Linked DNA regions of Bos taurus: region 2 is linked to region 1. The links are chromatin contacts, called in public Hi-C maps. All regions are on one chromosome and are shown on one strand. Each heading gives the region's core, a stretch centred on a gene start, on an enhancer-like site or on the middle of the called end of the contact. The rest is flanking DNA. Distances are from core to core; before and after follow the strand shown. Region 1 has its middle 59 kb from the start of RASA2. Region 2 overlaps PXYLP1 (2-phosphoxylose phosphatase 1).

Region 1 (3,448 bases), core at 291-2,790:
ATTGCTGGTCCACAGCATCAGTTTTGTATTTGAAGGGCAACCCAAACCAAATTCTCCAAAAATTCTATAACTACTGTCTGCTAAAAGGAACTTAATTTTATCTATCAAAACAGAATAATTATTATTGAAAGCATTTGTAACCGTTGAGAAACTAGATTAAAACCATAAAAACAAATCACACAAAGCAGTCCTGTTTGTACATATCCTTTTTAAGATTTTTCTTGATGTGTACCATTTTTTAAAAATCCTTATCGAATTTTTTACAGTATTGCTTCTGTTTTATGTTTTGGGTAGTTTTTTTTGTTTGTTTGTTTTTGCATTGAGGCATGTGAGATCTTAGCTCCCCGACCAGGGATCGAACTCACATGCCCTGCTTTGCAAGGTGAAGTCTTACCACTGGACTGCTAAGGAAGCCCCTGTACATATCCTTTTAATGACTTCAGGGCTTTTTATCCTTATTGCTCACTTTCCTCTTTCTTACCTCCGATTGATTGATTTTACTCCACTCCCTGTTTCCATCTATTCCTCTTTGTGGGGACAATAGTTCTTCCCATTTCAAGCTCTTTTATCTGAAAACTCCTCAACTCACACCCGCATTGTGGCCTCTGTTAATCTAACCCCTCTTAGCCCCTCCTTTTCTTCTTCCCTCCCCAGTTTGCAGCCTTTGACCCTGAATATTCAAGCAAGTGAGCAGGCGAGTTGAGTTGGTGTGCAGTTTTTAAAACTAAATACTCCAAGTTTAGATTTGGAAAAACTGTTTATAGCAGAAATGGGATTACGTTTTTATTATTTCCTTTATGACGTCTGAGATACCAACTAATTCTATTTAGTATGTTTTACTGAGAAGAGCATCTTTTTCAATAATTTTTAAGGTTATGACTTTTTGTGTCATTATATGTTCAGTCATGTCCAACTGTGGCCCCATGAACTGTAGCCCACCAGGCTCCTCTGTCCATGGAATTTTCCAGGCAAGAATACTAGTGTGAATCGCCATTCCCTTCTCCAGGGTATCTTCCCAAGCCAGGGATCAAACCTACATCTCCAGCATTGGCAAGATTCTTTACCACTAGCACCACCTGGGAATCATAGGAGTATTTTATTCCAGTTACAAGACACTTTGTTATATTTAAAAGCTGTAAAGAAGAATTTTATGAAGAATTTTATTTCATTTATTCAAAATATGTTTAATTTTCAGTATCCGGGATTTTGTCAAGGTTACGGCTACAGAGATAAAAGGGGTAACTTGTGACTTCAAGGAATCTGAGTCCAGGGAAGGAGGCAATAGATGATTACAAAATAAGCCCTGAGCTCCTAGGGACTCAGAACCAAAGCAGGGAGCGTTGGCACTGAGCTGGGGCTTACAGAGCTTGGGCTTCCTAGTGTGAGCAGGTCCAAGTAGAATTGATTAAAAAGAGCTAGGAGTGAATATATTTTGCCCCAAAAGCCTGGGTGGTGACTCATCACCTTTGTGGTGGTGAGTCAAGAGAGGTGTGCTAAGGGCACATCACTAGGGCCTCATGGGTCTGGCCAAAGAGTGGTTTGTTTTCTTTTTTTCTGTCTGAAAGCAGAAGGGCCATAGTGGGGGTTGGAGGAGCCCATGAGGGTCTGAGTGCTAGGAGATGAAGTCAGAGAGATGAATCACAGGTCCAAGCAAGATGAGAAGCCATTGCAGGGCTTAAACAGAGAGGAAACCATCTGATGTGTTTAAAGGCTCACCCTCCCGAAGTTCAGTGAACAGACCACAGGACGGGTTGGGGTGGGGAAATCAGATGAGAGGCTGAGACAGCACACAGGAGAGATGACAGTAGCCTGGACAAAAATGGGAGCAATGAAAATGGACTAGGTCACATTCTGGATAGACTGTTTTTAATCTTGAATTTAAAAAATTTCAAACATGCAGAAGTAGAATACTATGGTGGACTCCAGTGTATCTACCCATCATCCAACTCCAACAATCCACCATTCGTAGCCAATTTTGTTCTACCTATACCCTCACCTGCTTCCCCTCTGTACTGTATTGTTTTGAAGCATATCCCAGACATCATACTATTTTGTCGAAATATTTCAGAATATATCTTTTTTTTTTAAAAATAAGCATTTCTAATATAACCATACTATTATCACACCTTCAAAAATAATATTCCTTAATATTATCAAATTCATTCATTAAAATTTCTGAATATTCTTATAATTGTCATAATCGTCTTTACAATTTGAATCAGCATCCAAATAAGGTCCCACACTACAATTGGTTGATATAGCTAAGTATCTTTTAATCTTTGGTTCCCCCATCGCTTTTTCCCCCTTTGTAATTTATTTATTTTTAATATTTATTTGGCTGCACTGGGTCTTAGTTGTGGTACTTGGGCTTAGTTGCTCTGCAGTATGTGGGATCCTAGTTCCCCAACCAGGGATCAAACCTGAGTTGCCTGCATTGCAAGGTGAATTCTTAACCACTGAACCATCAGGAAAGTCCCTGAAATTTATTTTTGAGGAAATTAGATCCTAAAGAGTTTCTCAGTACCTGTGAAGCAGCAAGACAACTTCCTAGGGAGGTTTGTATGGTCCAGCTGAGCTTAGGGATGTACTGAAGATAGGATTTGCAGGTGATTTAAGTCCTGAAAATGGACTTAAATCCATTTAAGTGGATGAGGAAAACAGAACAGTCAAGAATGACTCTGAGCTTTGGGCCTGAGCAATTGGAAGGATGGAGTTGCCAATAGACAACTAGATACACAGATCAGAAGTTTGTAACAGAGGACAGTCTTCAGGTATGTATCTGCAAGTTATGTTTCATTCACTCAAAACATATTTGAGCCAAGTAATGAGAATCCGAGAGTGGGTGAAACCATTGGTCCCTGGAATTTGTGATCTAGTGAAAAACATAATACGCTAAATAATTACAACTATGGTAAGTGCTATAAAGAATAGATACATATTGTTATGGGGATATTTGATGGGGGGACCTAACCAAGTCTGGGAGTTCAAGAGAAGACATCCTTGAGGAAGTAATTTCTGAGCTGAAGTCTAAGGGATGAATGAGAGTTGAAATGGGAGAGAGTTTCCAGGTGGAATACAATACAAAAGTCTGCCTCTAGAACGAACAGGGTGCCCTGGAACCAGTGGTGGCCAGAAGACAAGAGAGATGGATCTGAGATGAGACTGGAGGACCACAGCCAGTCCACATGGCCCTCCCAGATCACACTAAGGACTTTGATCTTACACTCAGATCAGCGGGAAACCACTGATCTGTTTCCAGCAGATTGGGACAAAAGGAGGTATTGTCATCAGTTTTGTGTTGTTAAAAAGTCACTGTCACTGAAATGTAGAGCACAAACTGGAGGAGGGTAGGAAGCAGGAATAGAGCAGTTAGGAAGCTATTGCCATGGTCCAAGCTGGAGATGATGGCATGGGTTACATATAGACAGTAAAGATAGAAAAGGGGAGG
Region 2 (3,434 bases), core at 525-3,024, 160 kb before region 1:
CAGAGTCGGACACGACTGAAGTGACTTAGCAGCAGCAGCAGCAGCAGTGTTAATATCTGTATGCAGTCATGGGTATGCACACACACACACACACACACTCATTCTCACAGGTTGTATCTTCCTCAGCACTATTTTGTAGCCCACTTTTTCACTTAATAATGTATTGTGATAATCTTTCCCTACCAATATGTGTTCATCAACAACATAGTTTCTGATAGCTGCATATTCTTCCACTATGGATAGGCCATGATGTATGTAACCAGTCCCATATTCTTAGATACTTAAGACGAAACAGCTAAAAGGTTTTAGTGCCCAGATCTGAGGGACATGCATATGGTAGAGCCCCACCACACATGGAGCCTGCAAGTGTGTTCCTCACAAAAGCCATCTCTTCCTCTGCGGCCCTGCTCATACTACTGTGCAGCCAGTACACTGTCAGCATAGGTTGGTGAGTTAACTGTGGGTTGGCACGAGAAAGAACTGGTGCCCCCGAGAGGTTCCAGCTTCCTGTCTTCAGTCTGAGACCTCAGAGGACCTTTGTGTGGTCACTGGTCTTTCTGGAGGAATCAGGATGACCATATTTTGTTTCTTGATCCACCAGCATCTTAGGACCTCAGCTTTGATGGAAAGAAGGTCCATCAAACCCCATTGGTTTCCCCATGTTTTGAAAACTATTATTATTGGGGAGAATGATGGTAAATGACCAAGTGGGGCAAGATGAAGGCTCTGGAGGACTAGCCTTGCACAAGGAGTTTTGTCAAAAGCTTTTGCTAATTAGTTCCACATGTGCAAGCTCTGCATTAGTTTAAAGCAGGAGTCCTGGGATTTCCCTTGCGGTCCATGGCTAAGACCCTGTGCTCCCAATGCAGGGGGCCCGGGTTCAGTCCCTGAACCGGGAACTCTATCCCACATGCCACAACTGAAGATCTTGTATGCTGCATCTAAGACCTGGAGCAGCCAAATGAATAAATATTTTAAAAACAAATAAAAATAGAGGAGTCCTTCTCCTACCAGAACCAGAGCCCCCTTTTATTAACAAGTATTTTGTGGTGCTCTCTGAACTATCCCAAAGTGAAATTCAAATATAACCGTTCTATATACATAATTTTACAAAACAGTTATATCAGGTATCCTACCTGTAATATGAAGTACAAACAAAAGGAAATGATTTTATTATGTAATTGTATATATCTCACTATAAATGTTTGATCACACCTTTGTTAGAAAAGAGAATGAAGTAATCAATTGCTTGCACGTAAGTGTAGATGGGTGTGGTGACAGCTGCAAATGCAGACTGATCAAAGGATGTACATTGATGACACTTAATACCCCGTACATTGATGACTCTTAATACCCCGTATATCAGGACATGATTTATTTGACAAATGTGATCAAGACAAAAGACAGATGTCCCTTAATTTATTTCTGGAAAATTCAGTAGATGTTGATGTTATGCAAAAATGGTTTTATGTCTGTAGACACAAAAAAACAGTTTTGAAATTGAAGTATTAAAACTTCAAGGATTAAAGTATTAAAACTTGAAGGATTTTCACATATGGGAATATCTTGTACATTCAAAAGTTATTCAGAACAGAGAACAGTTCCTCGTGAAGACTGTCCAGCCCTTGGCCCCCACCCACAAGGGGTCAGCAATGTTCCTCCCCATGTTACCATGACAACCCTAACCCTCCCTGAGGGCAGAACTGTGCTTGCTGAGAACCACTGGTGGTGAGTAACAGAAACCAACTCAAGCCAAAAAGAAAAAAAAGGACATTTATTATAAAGACTGAGGATGACTCACAGACTCTAAGGGCAAGAATATGACTAGGCCTCCAGAGACTGGTCCCAGCGATAAAAAAGCTGTCTGTCTCTGCTGCTATGGTTTTGCTGTGTGTCTGTCAATGGAGACAGTCCTGGCCACATGTAGAGATGAACTTACACGGTCACGTTCTTGAGAGAATCTGATGGCGTCCTTGAGGGTCAGTGTCCATCAGCTGGCTGGGAGGTCAGGGTAATCGCATCAAGTAGTTTACTCATTCCCATCTTTCTTTCCAATTGACCTATTATCATCAGTGTTTTTCAAATTAGCCTTGCCCTAGAAATCTTATTTGTGGTAGTTTGCTCCTATTCCCTTGGTCTCTTTTAATGGTCATTTTTATCTATTTGAAATTTTGCATCGCTGTTGGAATAATCATTTATAAGTGACACACTTTGGGGACCTCACAGGAACCATGTAAGATGCAGTTGGTCATTAGTGTCTACTCTGTCCCAGGTGCTTTAGCAGCTGCCGTGTGTAGGGCAGGAGGGCGACTGGATGGCACGGCATGGAGGCCCCTGAGGGTGCTGCTGCCAGCTGCAGGTTCTTACAGAATAAACACAGGCTTTGGAGTAGACAGACCTATGAAGTGGGGCATGTAACATATTCCCGACAGAGCTGGTGGCCAGTTGCATTTGACAGTGTGTGTAAAGCGCTGAGTACAGTTCTAGCACATGCTAGGCTCAGCAAATGCAGCGAATGCCTCAGAAGTCCAGCAGCCTGTGTGAACAGGAGGGAATGGTTAATTCCACCTGGGGGAGAAAGAGAAGGACAGAAAAGGAGTTATAGTATTGGAGTCAGGATGAGGATTTCACTGGGAAGAGAAAGGGAAGGACAGGAGCCGGGTTGTGAAGATGCAAGTTGTGTTTGGAGAGAAGGAGACACCCTGAATGGGTAATATTTCGGCATGAACATGTAGGGAGAAGGTGATGTGAGCCGGGACTAAGAGCACAGGTTGGGCCCACATGGGAGCTGAAGCTCTGGCTCAGCCACATCTTAACTGTGAATGGCTTGGGCCTCAGTTTCCTTCTGCTTTCTTTGTTGTTTTTTTTTTGTGAGGAATAAAGGAGAAAGGTCTGGTGGCCTTTCATAGGTGGCCTCAGAATGCAGGGTAGGCCCAGAAGAAACTGGGGGCCAGACACAGATTCTGGGTGTTGGCCCCTCTGTGCAAGTCATTTGGAAATGCTAAGACCTGTCCCAGCCCAGATCTCTGAGGGGACTCTGCTCTCAATACTCTTCATTCGGAGTAGGATCTAGATAGCCTTCATGTTATTTTTTTCCCCCTGAGCTGTTCCCCTTCCTGGGCCAACACTGTTCACTCTGTCCCACACATTTCAGCCTGAAGTTGTCTTATCTTTTTGGTTGGGCTTTTCAGACCAGTCGGGCATCTGAATAAGTGGCATCACTGGTCACAGGGCCTGCCCATGGTTTACACTCAGGGAACTGCGATCTCACACTGAAAGGCCATCCCAACATCCTGTTGGCTGGAGAGTGAGCTTGCTCTTATCTTGGATTGCCTTCTCCTACTTGAAGATAAGGCTTTTTCAGTGTTTGTTTTTGTTTTTCTTTTTAACTGTACTGTGGCATAGTTCCTGTGTGTAGTTCAAAACTGTAACTA

The links. A called contact is a pair of places that touch in the nucleus more often than the background predicts.
Region 2: a contact with region 1 is called in a Hi-C map of an unstated tissue, with 2.6 times the contacts expected there. The contact joins two enhancer-like sites. A contact is called at or near these places in 4 of 11 Hi-C or Micro-C datasets (blastocyst, liver, skeletal muscle and 1 more).

The regions. Positions count from the first base shown.
Region 1 is chr1:127,526,238-127,529,685 of ARS-UCD2.0, reverse strand. No RefSeq gene overlaps it. Among named protein-coding and RNA genes, the nearest start is that of RASA2, 59 kb to the right of the region's middle. Within about 2 kb of position 1,540, at least 8 of the 102 cell types and tissues checked have an H3K27ac peak or open chromatin away from gene starts, as enhancers often do.
Region 2 is chr1:127,689,966-127,693,399 of ARS-UCD2.0, reverse strand. The region is part of intron 6 of PXYLP1 (2-phosphoxylose phosphatase 1); the gene reads left to right. Among named protein-coding and RNA genes, the nearest start is that of ZBTB38, 82 kb to the right of the region's middle. Within about 2 kb of position 1,774, at least 9 of the 102 cell types and tissues checked have an H3K27ac peak or open chromatin away from gene starts, as enhancers often do.